3 separate regions of the Mus musculus genome follow, and regions 1 and 2 are each linked to region 3. The links are chromatin contacts, called in public HiChIP or PLAC-seq and promoter capture Hi-C maps. All regions are on one chromosome and are shown on one strand. Each heading gives the region's core, a stretch centred on a gene start, on an enhancer-like site or on the middle of the called end of the contact. The rest is flanking DNA. Distances are from core to core; before and after follow the strand shown. Region 1 holds the start of Gtpbp6 (GTP binding protein 6 (putative)). Region 2 holds the start of Galnt9 (polypeptide N-acetylgalactosaminyltransferase 9). Region 3 holds the start of P2rx2 (purinergic receptor P2X, ligand-gated ion channel, 2).

Region 1 (4,403 bases), core at 284-2,783, 230 kb after region 3:
CTTCTCCTCCTCCTTCTTCTTCTTCTTCTTCTTCTTCTTCCTCTTCTTCTTCTTTTAAAGATGCATTTATTTTATGTATGTGAGTACACTTGTCGCTGTCTTTAGACACACCAGAAGAGGGCATCAGATCACATTACAAATGGTTGTGAGCCACCATGTGGTTGCTGGGATTTGAACTCAGGACCTCTGGAAGAGCAGACAGTGCTCTTAACCACTGAGTCATCTCTCCAGTCCTATTTTATTTCTTAAAACTCTTTTTTATTTTAAAATGTATTTGTTTATTTCATGTATATTAGTGTTGTGCCTTATATGCTTGTGCACTGTGTGCATGCTTACAGAGGCCAGGAGGGTGTTGATCCTCCTAAGACTGTTGTGAGCTCTTATGTGGGTGGTGGGAATTAAACTTGTGTCCTCTGGAAACGCACCCCTGAGCCATCTTTCTGTCACCCAAAGCAGATAATTTAAAGGAAGAATTCATTAACTTTTAAATATCTCTTGATGTTCTTGGCTTCTATACCCAAATTAGACATTTCAGCACTACTGTCTGCATCCAGGAAGATACTCATGAAGAGCCAAATATGTGAGTGCTAGGAACTGAACCCCAGTCCTCTGGAGAAGCAACCAGTGCTGTGACATCTTGAACTATTTTAATCATGACTATGTTCAGTGGAGCAGCCAGTCTCTTTACTAGTCTGAGAGACATCTCCAGCTTGGGTTTTGTTTTGTTTTGTTTGTTTGTTTTGTATCCCCTAGTTCCCTGCTTCAGGCAAGTAAGCTAAATGGATTGTCAGCAGCACACATCCCAAGGCTTGATTTGTTCCTACTTTATATGAATATGTCCCCACAACTCCACTCCAGAAAATATATAAATGACTTGAAAAAAAGATACACAGGAGAGAGAGAGAGAGAGAGAGAGAGAGAGAGAGAGAGCGCGCAGCTATCCCAGGTCACAGATATATTCCATTTAGTTCCTTCTAGTTCTTGGTACTGAACATCCTCTAGCCTACCATCTGTGACTCCATCTTCCTCTGTGTTGAGGAGAGTTTCCTGTGGCCCAAGTAAGTTTCAACAGAAACATGAATATTTGTAATTTCTTATAACTAAGCATAAAAGCTAACACATTTTATAACTTATTTGAATTCTATTTTAACATTCAGTGCTAGATTATTTCAATAGCCTATGTCCTTTATACCTAACTTTATTGTCTTCATAAAAGTTGTCATAGGCCAAACCCTGAGTTCTATTGAGTCCTGTGTTGTTCCTTTTGAAATTGCTGTGCCTACACTAACTCTATTCAGATCTTCCACCACTAGGCTTATTTTTATTTGTTTTGTTTTAGAGGCATTGTCCTTTCGGCCCCGCCCCTCGCCGCATGCGCCTTGCTGTCCTTTCTCCCTGACCCCGCCCCTATCCAAGTTTTTCGCTGCGGGTAAGCGATCTGCTCTCGATCCTCCCAGAGCCACCCTTCGCGGCACGCACATGCGCCCTGTTGTTCTTCCCGTCCCTCCCTGCTCTCCCTCCCCCGCCCCCGCAGTCTCTCGCTGCGCGCGCACGCGCCATGCTTTTTCTGCGCGCCGCCGTGCTCCCGGGGTTCTGGCTCCCGCGTGTGCGCCGCGTACAACTCGTTCGGAGCCCCGCGGTGACCCTGCCAAGTCCCGTCCGCACTGTCCACGCCGGGAGCCGGGTCTGGGGGAGCGCGTGGGCGGGGGGCGGTCCCGTCCGTGGTGGGGGCGAGGAGGACCCCCGTGAGGACGAAGAGGAAGAGGAGGATGAGCTGCTCCGCGCCCCACCCCTCCTGCCCTTGGATACACAGCGCGTTTGCGTCCTGCATCCTGACGTCAAACGCCCGGCCGGAAAAAAGCCTCGAAGCACAGGTATCGGGTAGGGCGAGAGTGGGGATTGAGCAGGGAAGCCGGAAGGGGCGAGGACCTGAAGGCCGAAACTTACTAGTGCTATACAGGAAGGCCACGGGGAATTGGGGCGGCGGTGACGCCTAGTTCTGGAAGGGGCGGAGTCACGAGAAAGGAAGGAGAAGCCGAGGGAGGAGCACTGGGGGCAGGGTACTATGATGGACATCGGGCGTACGGTAGAGAGTGTGGATAGTCTGGGATGTGCTGGGTTCGTGGCTGCTCTCCTGGTGGAGTCGGAGTCTGGCGAGCTTGCGTGCTGGGGGCGTGATCTGGCTGAGCATGTGATGGTACCTGGGCCTGCCCGATGGGTGAGGCTGCGCGTGCTCCGGGTGGGACCTTGGGGCGGGACTATCCTAAATTTGTAGGCGGAGTCTGGGGGGGGGGAACATTGGGCGCTGGGGGCGAGTCCTAGAGGTTCTGCCTTTCCCTGGTAGAGCTTTGGATCATGGCCTGGCGAGCTTCTTAGGGTTGTGATGTGAGCTGCAGGGTGGGGACATGGTGTGGGCGGGGGATGCGGACTCTGCGCGGGCGCGGTTTCATCCCAGAGCTAACCCTGTCCACCGCCGTGGTCCGAGGTCTTCCCGCTCGGCCCTTGACTGGATGGACCCTTGTGTCCTCACAGCGGAGTGGCAGGTGGCAGAGGCGGCCGCCCTGGTGCGCGCACTTCCAGGATGGTCGGTCGCGAGTACCCTGGTGGTGCCCAGCGCAGCGCCTGGCAGCAGGCTGGTGTTCGGCAAGGGCAACTTTCAGGACGTGACAGGTGAGCGGTACCTCACCTTTGGCCGCTGGGCATGCGCCTCACCTGCGCTGGTGTAGGATGGGTCAGACTGCCTCCCGTCCTCCTCCTAACCCCATGACGGGCCACTCCCTGTGCTCCAGAAAAGATCAAGGGATGCCAGGACATCACGTCCGTGTTCCTGAACGTGGAGAGGATGGCGCCACCGACCAAGGTTCCCTTGTGTCCCCCCTGATCCTCACATGACCCATGACACCATGTGACCCCTGACTGATCCCTGCGTGGCCCCCATCTCCTCAGAAGGAGCTGGAGTCCGCTTGGGGTTTGCGTGTGTTCGACAGATTCACCCTAGTTCTGCATATCTTCCGTTGTAACGCACGCACGAGGGAGGCCCGGATGCAGCTGGCGCTGGCAGAGATCCCGCTCCTCAGGTTCGCGGGTGATGTTCCCCGCATGTCCTCCCCTCGTGTTTTTACCACCTGCCCTCTCAGGGAGTCTGTGGGTGATGCAGCATGTAGTGCTCCCCACATGTTCTCTTCACATGTCCTTGGGTACTCTCCGTATGTCCTCCCTACATGTCCTCCTTGCGTATCCTCTCGCGTGACTGTAGATGCTGCAACAGGTGGCAGGTGGTGCTCTCCGCAGTTCCTCCCCGCATGTCCTCTGCACATATCCTTGGACGCTGTGACAGGGGTGCTCCCTGTGTCCTCCCCTCCCCTCATGCGCTACCTACCTGCCTCCCTCCAGGTCCTCTGTGAATACCGACTCTGGGCAGCAAGACCAGCAAGGCTGGGGCTCCCGGTACATCATGGGGTCAGGTAAGGGCCAGAGGTGTGTAGAGGGGATATTGGGGAGAAGGGGGACATGGAGGGGAACACAGGCCTGTGATGCGGGGCTGTGACTGGGGTCTAATGTAATGACTGAGCCCTGGGATCACAGCAGGAGGGACTGCAAGGTATGGAGAGTTCACATGACCCCTGACCTTTACATGGCCCCCTTGTGCTCACTTCATGACCTCTCCTGATCCCGGAGTTCATTGTGTACCCGTCGCAGCCACACAAACTGGGTTCCTGAGTGGGAGGTTGGAGCTGTAAGGGAGGAAACGAAAGAAGAAACGAGACCAAGACAAATTTCTGATCATGGCCCAATGTTTACTAAGAGTCTGTGCTTATAAAGGGGGAAAGCCCATTTCCCTGCCACCCAGACTTCTTGATGCTTTGTTGCCAAGTTGTTAGCACTTAGTCTGCTAGAGCTGCTAGCATTAGGTCGCCAATTCGACAGATTGTCAGCTATCCCAGGAATATCTCAGGAAGACAGGTTCAGCCTTTTGGGTTATTGGCATCTTGGAGAAGAGCAGCACAGGTGACAGAATAGACCTATCTAGGTCTGGAAGACTCCACCGTAGGTGGTCTCATCCACAGTGTCAGAATAACAGGTCTGAGTCAGCCTGCTCAAGGCTGGGGATGCTATACATTGACCTACACAAGAATCTGCTCAGAGCCCAACTGCTTCATGGATGTGTGACAGGCCGGCTGACTATGTCTTTCTGTGAATGACTGGTGTGATCCCCCATGGGAGGATCTGCTCATGCGTTGCCTGTCTGGGGCAAGGTCAGGCGGGATTCCCCCAAGAATGTGATGTTCATGCCCACAGAAGACCCTGAAGTTCTGCACCGGGCCACAGTTCTCCTTCCCCTGCCCCCATACTGTGTCTCTTGTCCTCCCAGGAGAGTCACCCACGGAGCTGCGGGCCCGCGC
Region 2 (4,529 bases), core at 1,535-4,034, 200 kb before region 3:
AGAATTCCCTCTTCTCATTGTCTCCCCAGCCAGGAGAGAGAGAGTTCAAAAGAAGAATCTGGGCCCAGGGGATGTAAGCAATTGCTTCCTCTTACTTTTTAATGCCGCTGAGATAAGTATCAGTAGAAACCCTTGGGGATCAAGCCCACAATCTCTAGGATCTAAAATAGAGCAAGCTGTGCCAGGGAGAGCGGCCAGCTTCCTCCAGGAAGCTCTCGTGGCTTTCCTCCATGCCCTCAGTCAGAGGCCTTGGGCCAAGTCTGGAGTAGGGTAAGGATATCTCAAATGACTTCACTTAAACAGACAGCCCCTGGATAGTCTGTGCTTTCCCCGAAGGAGCCCACCTGAGACCAATGTGTTGCTTCCTTCCTAGGACAAATATTGAATGACAAACTGAGTTTAGAGTCTGCTAAGCTTATGAATCAGAGAGGAGGGCATGGCTGTTTCAGCCCAGAGAAGGAAAAGAAAAGGGAAGGGATTTAGTGAGGGGTGGAGGAAAAGGTACTATAAAGGAAAGGTGACGAAAGGAGGGAATGGGAGAAGAGAAGCAAGAAGCTGTCAGGAGCGTGGGAGCAGGGAGGAGATAAGCCAGAGGGAAGAACTTCATTCTGCCCGTCTCAATGTCAGGAAAGGTGATCGAGGGTCCCAGCTTTCCTTTCACCAAATACTGGCCCCTCTTGTCCTTGGGGAACTAGGGAAGGAAACAGCACATGAGGCTGGCCGGCCAGCGTGATGTTACACAAGCGCAAACGGTGCCAATGTTTTTATATAATCCTCTGGTTCGCCCCATAAAACAGACCATAACACCCTGGCAAATACACTTCAATAAAGCTCCGTGCTATTACGGGACCCAGCGTCTTCCAGAAGATGAATCACACTTGGTGGCGAGGCCAAGCCACTGCTCCAACTCAACTTTCTTCCTCTGAGCCTTCAGCTGAGTGGCTGATGGAGAAGCCACAGGGCTGGTCAGGATGGCTAGGGGGTCCAGGAGCTGCTGGGGGGGGGTTGTTATCTGAGGATACCCGAGCCACCTGGAACCCAGATGGCACTTGCCTGGAACCCAGTTCTCTCAGGAGACCCCAGTGACCCTTAAAACTTTTGACCTGAGCCCTGATGAAGATGCCCACCCAACCTAGTCACTGCCTAGTGAAGCCAGTTCCTAGCACTTGCAGAAAGAGGTTTGCTGGGGCTGTTTCGCAGAACAGAAGCCTGCTGGAGCTGCAGGCATGCACCAATTGTCTCCTTCCTGAAGCCTAACAAAGCTGTCCTTGGGGACAGAGCTGGTGCATTCATCCTACACCCAAAATGTAAAATATTCCATTCCCAACAGCTACAACCATCCACTGTGACCTGCTGTGACAAAGATGCTGAGTTCCCTCTTTTCCTCACAGAAAAGCAAAGAGGTCACCAGAAGCAGAAACTTTGGTGCCTCAGAGGTTCCCAGGCACCCTGACCTCAGTCCACGTGAACACTCCGCTCCTACCCAGTTCTGCTGGACACTTGACTCCATCTCTCCACACAGCACCAGTGGTGCCTTCCGTTTCTCCCACAACAGAACTTTCTGCAGGAGCCCTGAGCATCCTTGAAAGGTGGCTCTCCAGGCCAGAGGTCACACTGTAATAGACAAGACACGCACTGTGCCATGCAGAGGAAGATGGGATCAATCACTTTTAGATGGGCAGTAATCACCCCCTCCTTCCGTATCTCCAGGGAGAGGAGTGAGTCCGGTCTAAACCCACAGCTTGGAAAGGCTCTCTGGGTCCTTGCAGGGAACCTCGGTGTCACCTTCACCCTCACAGCTTTGTAAGGTACCTCTGGTTCCTGAATGTGAACCTAGGCACGGTCTGGACCTCCCTCACTGTGGATCTAGGTATTGCCTGAGCCCCTCACTACCCTTCTGCCAACTCCTCAGAGGCTCTTCCTTGAGAAGTTAGAGTTCTCTTGGGTAGTAACTTTGGAGGCATTATGCGGGAGGCAAGGGACAGTTCCCAAGTGTTCACAGGATGAGTAGATAATGCAGTCGCTCTATTACCGCCGCCCTCTGCCAATGAAGGCCTCCAGCATTTCCTCTACAGGACCCAGGGTAGCTTCCACTCGGGACCCTGGAAGATATTGTGGGATGGGTGTGGACAGCCACTCCTGGATAGAGTAGTGTCCTAACACGGGACCCTGCCTCCCCTCCATCCCGCGGCTCACCATTCAGCTGGTTGTAGACCACCTCCTCCAGATGGTCCAGGCGCTGTAGGATGGCCTCACGGTCGGCCAGAGCACTCGCCTTGGATAGCCGATTGCGCATCCGGCGGTCGGTGCCTCGCACGACCTGCACCAGCGCCTCAGAACGGTCCTGCAGGCGGCAGTACACCGAGAAGAGAATGATGCCCACGAACACCAGGATGTTGACCGTCAGCAAAGTTTTGATCTTCCTGGCCACCGCCATGAGCGCGGCTCGGACGGGGCCGCCTCACCCGCCGGGCATCCCCGGGGCCCCGGGGCCGCAGGAGCCTGGGAGCGGCCGGCCGCGGTGGGGACCATGGGCTGGGCAAGGGCGGGAGCTGTTCTTTCAGCACCACCGCGCGGGCTCCACGAGCCAGGCCGCCGCGACCCGCCCTTCTTCAGCGCGCAGAAACCGTCCGGGGATGCGGGTACAGGGCGCCGCCCGCATAGTCAGCAGGGCCCGCCCGCCGGGAGCTTCCTGGGCCGGGAGGCAGCGCGAGGCCTTAGCTGCTGCGTCCCGCTCCTGCGCGCCCCGATCGCTCCTGCGCGCCCCGCTCCTGTGCGCTCGGCTCCTGCGCGCCCCGCTCCTGCGCGCCCCGAAACCACGGCGCCGGTGCGCAGTGACGCGGCCTGCGCTCATCAGCATGCACGCGGCGCCCGCTGCCCCGCCCGCCGCCCCAAACCGATCCCGCGCGCCACCCCTGGCCAGGATAGGCCCACGTGGAGCGAGGCCCAGGGCGCGGCACCACTCCGAGCTTCAGACCGCCCTCCGCGCCTGGGCTTATTTTAGGGGACAAAACCCAGACTTGACCCCTAGGAACACGAAGCCTTAGGGAACGCCGGTCAGGACTGTGCTGTGGGGTGCACGCTGGGGTGTGGTGAGGTGCCTTTGTGCAGTAATGAGTCAGAGCCACCTAGATTTGCCTGCCCACCGCTCCTTGTCAAACCTAACCTGATTGGTTGCCCTCTTCTGGGACCAAAGGATAAGAAAGGAGAGTAGAGTAGGCTGTAGATTGAGCGATCCTATTGTAGCATCAGGCCAAACAAATAAAGGAAACACAAATCTTGACCAGGTGTCCCAAGTCCTCAGAGTTCAGGTGCACGCTCAGCCAGAAGAAAAACAACAAACACCTGCCCCTCCATCTCTAATTTAGCCCCAAACAAACAGTTGTAGATGAGACTGCTGGGATCAGAGGAGAGATGGCAGAAGTCACACAGCCTGGGCTGTGAGCCTGAATCACACAGACTGTGAGCTTCTCCTTTATACCTGGCTACCACTGAATCTACAGTGCCTGAAATGGTTTCTGACACGTAGCTGGTACTTAGCAAATATTTGTGGAATGAATAAATGATGGAGCATTTCCGAGGAGCTTACTTTGTGGTGGGCTCTGCTCATAGAAGGACAAGGTCTGTGGGACTTTGTAGCTCTTGGTTCAGCATGAGTATTTGTGCATGCATGTATCTCGTGTGTGTGCGCACACATATATCATGTATAAGCATGCACGTTTATGCGTTCACTGTGTATGTGCCCATGTGTTTGCATATGTGTTCATGGATATGTGCTTGTGTCTGTGTTACACATGTGTTTCTGCGTTCGTAACTTTCCTTTGTATATGAATGTGCACATGTACAAAGTGTGTCTGATATGTCTCTACATGTTGTATATGTGTGTGCATATACGTGGGATGTCTTCATAATGTACAAGCACATGAGTAGTATGTGATGTGTCTGCATGTGGGTGCATATATATGCATACATGTGCTGTGTCCTTGTGATTATCCACGTGTGCTATGTGTATGTGATACATGTGTGTGTTTGTATGTTCACAGTGTGCAGTTTCTATGTATATATGTGTGTGTGTGTATGTCCATGTCATATCTGTTCACATTCGGGGGAATGGGTAGAGGCTTTGGCTCTTGGTTCAGGCATTCTTTTCCACACTGTCTTCTCCACAAGCCAATGTGTTCTGTGTAGCTTAGAGACATCCAACTTCTCAGTGGAAGCAGCGGGAATAAAAGCCACACTGCTTCTTTTCTAAGTCTCTCCTTCCTGTCAAAGAAAATGTGGCCTGTGTAGTGACACACACAGGTAGGATTTGCTGAAGGAGGCAGAGGCAGGAGAAATCATGAGTTTAAGGCCACTCGGGTCTACAGAGTGGGTTCCTGAACAGCTAGAGCTACACAGAGAAACCCTGTCTCTAAAAATTAAAAAGAAAGAAGAAAAAAGAAATTGCCGGAGTCTAACGCCTGCAGATTTTAAATCCCCAGGGACGTAGATGTGGTGTTGGCACAATGAAGGTGACCACAAGCTTGTTG
Region 3 (4,815 bases), core at 223-2,722:
TGTCCTCCCCACCCCCCACCCCGCCCTAGGACCACAACTCCTTAGGCACCCAGAGTTCCCTTTCTCCACTCCTAAGTCAGGTGCTCATGTCTGGTGCTGACTCTGCCCCCTGATAATAGTCTCAGTTTGTTCTCATTTATCAATCCTTCTGTCTGTTCTATAGTGTGTGGGCTGTTCGTTCACTTGAGATTTTTGCCCCTGGGTGGGGGGCGTGGAGACTTAACCCAGGGCCTCACAAGTACTAGACAAGTGTTCCACCACCTAGCTCCAGCAGCTCTCCTTGTTAGCTCTTTAATGATTGACTAGGACTGACTACTTACAATCCTCCTGTCTCCACCTCTCAAGTGGTGGGATTACTGGTTTTGTATAAGCATGCTCAGCCTCAGGCAAATTAAAGCAGGACTTTTCTAAGAAAGAAGGACTCACAAAGAATGGCACCAGGATCCATGAAGGTCCTTGGTGGAAAACAGGAAGGATGTGATCAGCTTGGTGATTTCGGGTGGGGAGGTCCTGTCTGGAAGGGATCTGGACAACTGGCGTCTGAGATGGGCCAAGACCCAGTCTTTTGTTACAAAATATTCCCTAAAATTATGCATTCAGTTGTTCTAAATTAGATTGCCGTTGCTCCCTAGGCACTGGTCAGATTTAATCAAACAGTTCAAATATGCAATTTAGCTGTACTATTAGCAACAGCAAAGAGATGTCCAGGTTTGCCAAGGATGGATTTGCTCTGGTCTTACTTTGAAGTATTAGCAAAGATGTGGGTGGATCTTGAAAACACGATAAAGCCAGACGTAGGTATCGTATTTCAAATAAAAACCTTTTTGAGACATGAAGACTACTGTGGGAACAGGAATGGCGGCTTTATGGACAGGGGTTTGTTCTGAGGTGGGAGAACGGGTTTTGTGTTGTCCAATGAAGGGGACTGCACAACGTACAGCAGCATGTACTACACTCATTGGGTTGTTCATACGCTAAATGCATTTTATTTCCATAAAAGACAGCTTAAAATCATCTCGCTGAGACATATTAAGATGTTTGGTATTTGCTTCAAATAACCTGGGCGCAGGAGAGACCTGATCAGTTACCAGCAAACAATTTCGGTTTGCAAGGGGTGTGGGGGGGTTGGAGGGGGAAGCGGAATTAACATCCCAATGCTGGGCAGTTCCTTGGAGAAATGAGGGTTGGGGCTGCGCCCTTGTGTGTCTGCTATGAGAAACCTGGGGTGCCTGCCGTCAGCCCCTGATCCTCTGAGTGATGAGGAAAGCGCCCAGTGTGGAGCTTCTCTTGGGCTCCTCCCGGGGCTCTCCGGGCTGGCCTGGCCTCTCCGCTCTTCTTGTCACCAAACTGGAGTTGTGATCCACCAACTGCACCACCAGGCTGCACTCTGAGCCGCACCCCGCCGCACCTGCAGTCTTCAGTAAGACTGGAAAGGGACTAGATTGCTACTGTCACAAAGGGCGGGGAGCGAGGCCACACCCCCAGCCTGCCCACGAGAGGCCGAGAGTGTGAGGCGCTCCAGCAGCTCTTGTGGACCGAGCTCCTTGGGCCATGGCCGCTGCACAGCCCCGGCTTCCCGCGGGGGCGGCCATGGTCCGGCGCTTGGCCCGGGGCTGCTGGTCCGCGTTCTGGGACTACGAGACGCCCAAGGTGATCGTGGTGCGGAATCGGCGCCTGGGATTCGTGCACCGCATGGTGCAGCTGCTCATTCTGCTTTACTTCGTGTGGTGCGCCGGCCGGGGCACAGTGGGCAATCGGGCGGGAGGGGATACTCAGCCCTGGGCTTGTGCGGGCGCCCTTAGGGCTTTAGGAGAGGGATATCCTGGTCTCTCCAGGGTTGCCTCCGGAGCCGGCACCGCCCTATCCCACAGGTACGTCTTCATCGTGCAGAAAAGCTACCAGGATAGCGAAACCGGTCCGGAGAGCTCCATCATCACCAAAGTCAAGGGGATCACCATGTCGGAACACAAAGTGTGGGACGTGGAGGAATACGTAAAGCCCCCGGAGGTGCGGCGCTTCCTGCCCCAGGCCCGATGCTCCTCCGCGGTGTGACCCGTCTGAGTGAGCTGACAGGCCCACCGCGCCTTTATTTCTGCACCCAGGGGGGCAGTGTAGTCAGCATCATCACCAGGATCGAGGTTACTCCTTCCCAGACCCTGGGAACATGCCCAGAGGTGAGGCCGGTCAAGGGTGGTCTGGGAAAACCTAGGCCAGTTGCAGAGTCTACCCTCTAACCTACAATCTCCACCCTAGAGCATGAGGGTTCACAGCTCTACCTGCCATTTAGATGACGACTGTGTGGCCGGACAGCTGGACATGCAGGGCAATGGTCAGTGTGCATCAGGGACAGTGGGGAAGGCAGGGTTAGCCTGACCTCAGTAGATTAACCAGTGTGTGTCCTGTAGGGATTCGGACAGGACGCTGTGTACCCTATTACCATGGGGACTCCAAGACCTGCGAGGTGTCAGCCTGGTGCCCGGTGGAGGATGGGACTTCTGAAAAGTATGCAGGATCTACAGACCCCATCGGCAGTCTCCTTTCTCCTTACTGATGAAGATCAGATTAACTGGGAGGAGGAGGGAGACCATGTCCTCCTTCCTGCCCTTGGGATTTGGGGGAAAGGAGACTAAACCACTGTCTGTAACTTTGCAGCCATTTTCTGGGTAAAATGGCCCCAAATTTCACCATCCTCATCAAGAACAGCATCCACTATCCCAAGTTCAAGTTCTCCAAGTGAGTCTGAGGAGTAATTGCAAATGCCCGACCAGTATGTAGGCATGTGCTGGGAGCAGGTGTTTGTTTTCTGCTTCTCCTTAGGGGCAACATTGCAAGCCAGAAGAGTGACTACCTGAAGCACTGCACGTTTGATCAGGACTCTGATCCATACTGTCCCATCTTCAGGCTGGGCTTCATTGTAGAGCAAGCAGGAGAGAACTTCACAGAACTGGCACACAAGGTAAGGATCAGAGGGCATGGGGACAGAGAAGCTGGGTGTCAGCATTTGCTGCCTAGGAAGGGTTTTACTGCATCTAGATGTACCTTCTTTGTCTTGGTTAGCTTTAGCTGTGTTTAGGCAGAGGGGAGAAATGTGATCACGGTCTGTGCAGGCACCCGCTCAATTATTGACACCTGGTCCCATGACTGGTGCTAGTACCTCACTGCCTCCAAAACCAGAAATGACTAGCTCTCTGGACCTTTGGCTCTGAGCTGAACCCTATTCCTTGAGGTTTTTCTGCTTTATGTTCTTCAGCCCTCCTTGGCTCACTTCTCTGCAGGGCGGTGTCATTGGGGTCATCATCAACTGGAACTGTGACCTGGACTTGTCTGAATCAGAGTGCAACCCCAAATATTCTTTCCGGAGGCTCGACCCCAAGTATGACCCTGCCTCTTCAGGCTACAACTTCAGGTACCTTGTTCTGGATCCATGACAGACAGTGGTGGCTGTGTTGACTATAGTCCCACCAGAAGAAGTCCTAAAGAGAGGAAGATGGGTGTGTTCGAGTGCCACAGTCCTCAGACTGACAGCTTTGACATTACTTTGGTTCCCTCGACCCTAGGTTTGCCAAATATTACAAGATAAACGGCACCACCACCACTCGAACTCTCATCAAAGCCTATGGGATTCGAATTGACGTTATTGTGCATGGACAGGTACGCACGGCTGAAGGGTTCCACCTAGGCCTGTGCTGGGCTAGCTCCATGCCCCTTATAGCATCCCATCCTCAAGCAGCCTGTGTTGAAGGTCTAACTAAATGCATGTCTGTTGTCTACAGGCAGGGAAATTCAGTCTCATTCCCACCATCATCAATCTGGCCACTGCTCTGACCTCCATCGGGGTGGTAAGAAATCCAGATCCCCTTAGGGGTCTGAGTCAGGTAGGGAGTGCTTGGTATGCCTTTACCCACTCGCACCTGCTGATTTCAGGGCTCCTTTCTGTGTGACTGGATTTTGTTAACGTTCATGAACAAAAACAAGCTCTACAGCCATAAGAAGTTCGACAAGGTGCGTACCCCAAGGCACCCCTCAAGTAGATGGCCTGTGACCCTTGCCCTTGTCTTGGGCCAGATCCCTCCCCCACCTAGTCACTACTCCCAGGACCAGCCACCCAGCCTTCCATCAGGTGAAGGACCAGCTTTGGGAGAAGGGGCAGAGCTACCACTGGCTGTCCAGCCTCCTCGGTCTTGCTCCAGCTCTGCTCTGACTGAGCAGGTGGTGGACACTCTTGACCAGCATATGGGACAAAGGCCTCCTGTCCCTGAGCCTTCCCAACAGGACTCCACATCCACGGACCCCAAAGGTTTGGCCCAACTTTGATCTCATCCTCACTAAGCTACAGACCTGGATCTGGGAGGGCAGAGACAGCTTCTGCTGCTAGGCAGCCCTAGGGAAGATCTGCGCTCTTCAGTAACCATGTCCACGTGACTGGGAAACAGACACCTGTGCAAGAAGATAGGCATCTTGCTCTGGGCCAGGCTTACATTCTTCCTCTCCCTAAGGCTTCTGGGGAGAAGTGGGTCCCTGCCATTTCCTTTCCCAACAGAACTCCTCATAGGATCCCCTGTCCTTTCCCTGCCCACCTTTTGTACTCTCACACAGCACTCTGGGACCCCAAATTAGAGCTGTCTTCCGGTTGTATTTTAAGCCCCCCTTTAGAAGTCACACAGCGTGCTGAGTCCAATAAACCAGTGATGAGCTTTCTGGTCTCAATTCTTTCAGAGTAGCTGTGGGCTCAGGAATATAAGACAGGAGAGTCAGTCTCCTTCCCAGGGGTCTTGCATTCTTACTTTGCCTGCATTCTTGGGTCTGTTAACCGGA

The links. Promoter capture Hi-C pulls out the DNA fragments that hold promoters and counts their contacts. HiChIP or PLAC-seq counts read pairs in DNA pulled down with a chosen protein or histone mark.
Region 1: a contact with region 3 is called in an HNF4G HiChIP or PLAC-seq map of pancreatic cancer cells. The contact joins the promoter of Gtpbp6 here to the promoter of P2rx2 in region 3. A contact is called at or near these places in 1 of 484 Hi-C or Micro-C datasets (embryonic stem cells), 1 of 115 datasets of contacts at active chromatin or transcription factors (pancreatic cancer cells) and 1 of 9 other capture datasets (adipose tissue).
Region 2: a promoter capture Hi-C map of embryonic stem cells shows a contact between it and region 3, with 6 times the contacts expected there. The contact joins the promoter of Galnt9 here to the promoter of P2rx2 in region 3. A contact is called at or near these places in 10 of 39 promoter capture datasets (the HPC-7 cell line, cranial neural crest, embryonic stem cells and 4 more), 1 of 15 datasets of contacts at CTCF or cohesin (embryonic stem cells), 6 of 484 Hi-C or Micro-C datasets (cortical neurons and embryonic stem cells), 9 of 115 datasets of contacts at active chromatin or transcription factors (astrocytes, double positive thymocytes and embryonic stem cells) and 3 of 9 other capture datasets (adipose tissue, embryonic stem cells and liver).

The regions. Positions count from the first base shown.
Region 1 is chr5:110,105,327-110,109,729 of GRCm38.p6, reverse strand. It overlaps Gtpbp6 (GTP binding protein 6 (putative)), which reads left to right and starts at 1,533. Exons shown (of 10, transcript NM_145147.5): 1 at 1,533-1,874; 2 at 2,533-2,670; 3 at 2,790-2,860; 4 at 2,947-3,077; 5 at 3,394-3,464; 6 at 4,373-4,403. The coding sequence starts at 1,559. It overlaps Plcxd1 (phosphatidylinositol-specific phospholipase C, X domain containing 1), which reads right to left. Exons shown (of 8, transcript NM_207279.2): 8 at 3,777-4,403.
Region 2 is chr5:110,542,610-110,547,138 of GRCm38.p6, reverse strand. It overlaps Galnt9 (polypeptide N-acetylgalactosaminyltransferase 9), which reads right to left and starts at 2,784. Exons shown (of 11, transcript NM_198306.3): 1 at 2,197-2,784. The coding sequence starts at 2,437.
Region 3 is chr5:110,339,692-110,344,506 of GRCm38.p6, reverse strand. P2rx2 (purinergic receptor P2X, ligand-gated ion channel, 2) reads left to right here and starts at 1,472. Exons shown (of 11, transcript NM_153400.4): 1 at 1,472-1,727; 2 at 1,872-2,007; 3 at 2,103-2,174; 4 at 2,254-2,329; 5 at 2,406-2,502; 6 at 2,653-2,733; 7 at 2,818-2,956; 8 at 3,276-3,406; 9 at 3,558-3,651; 10 at 3,774-3,839; 11 at 3,925-4,695. The coding sequence starts at 1,552. The coding sequence ends at 4,314.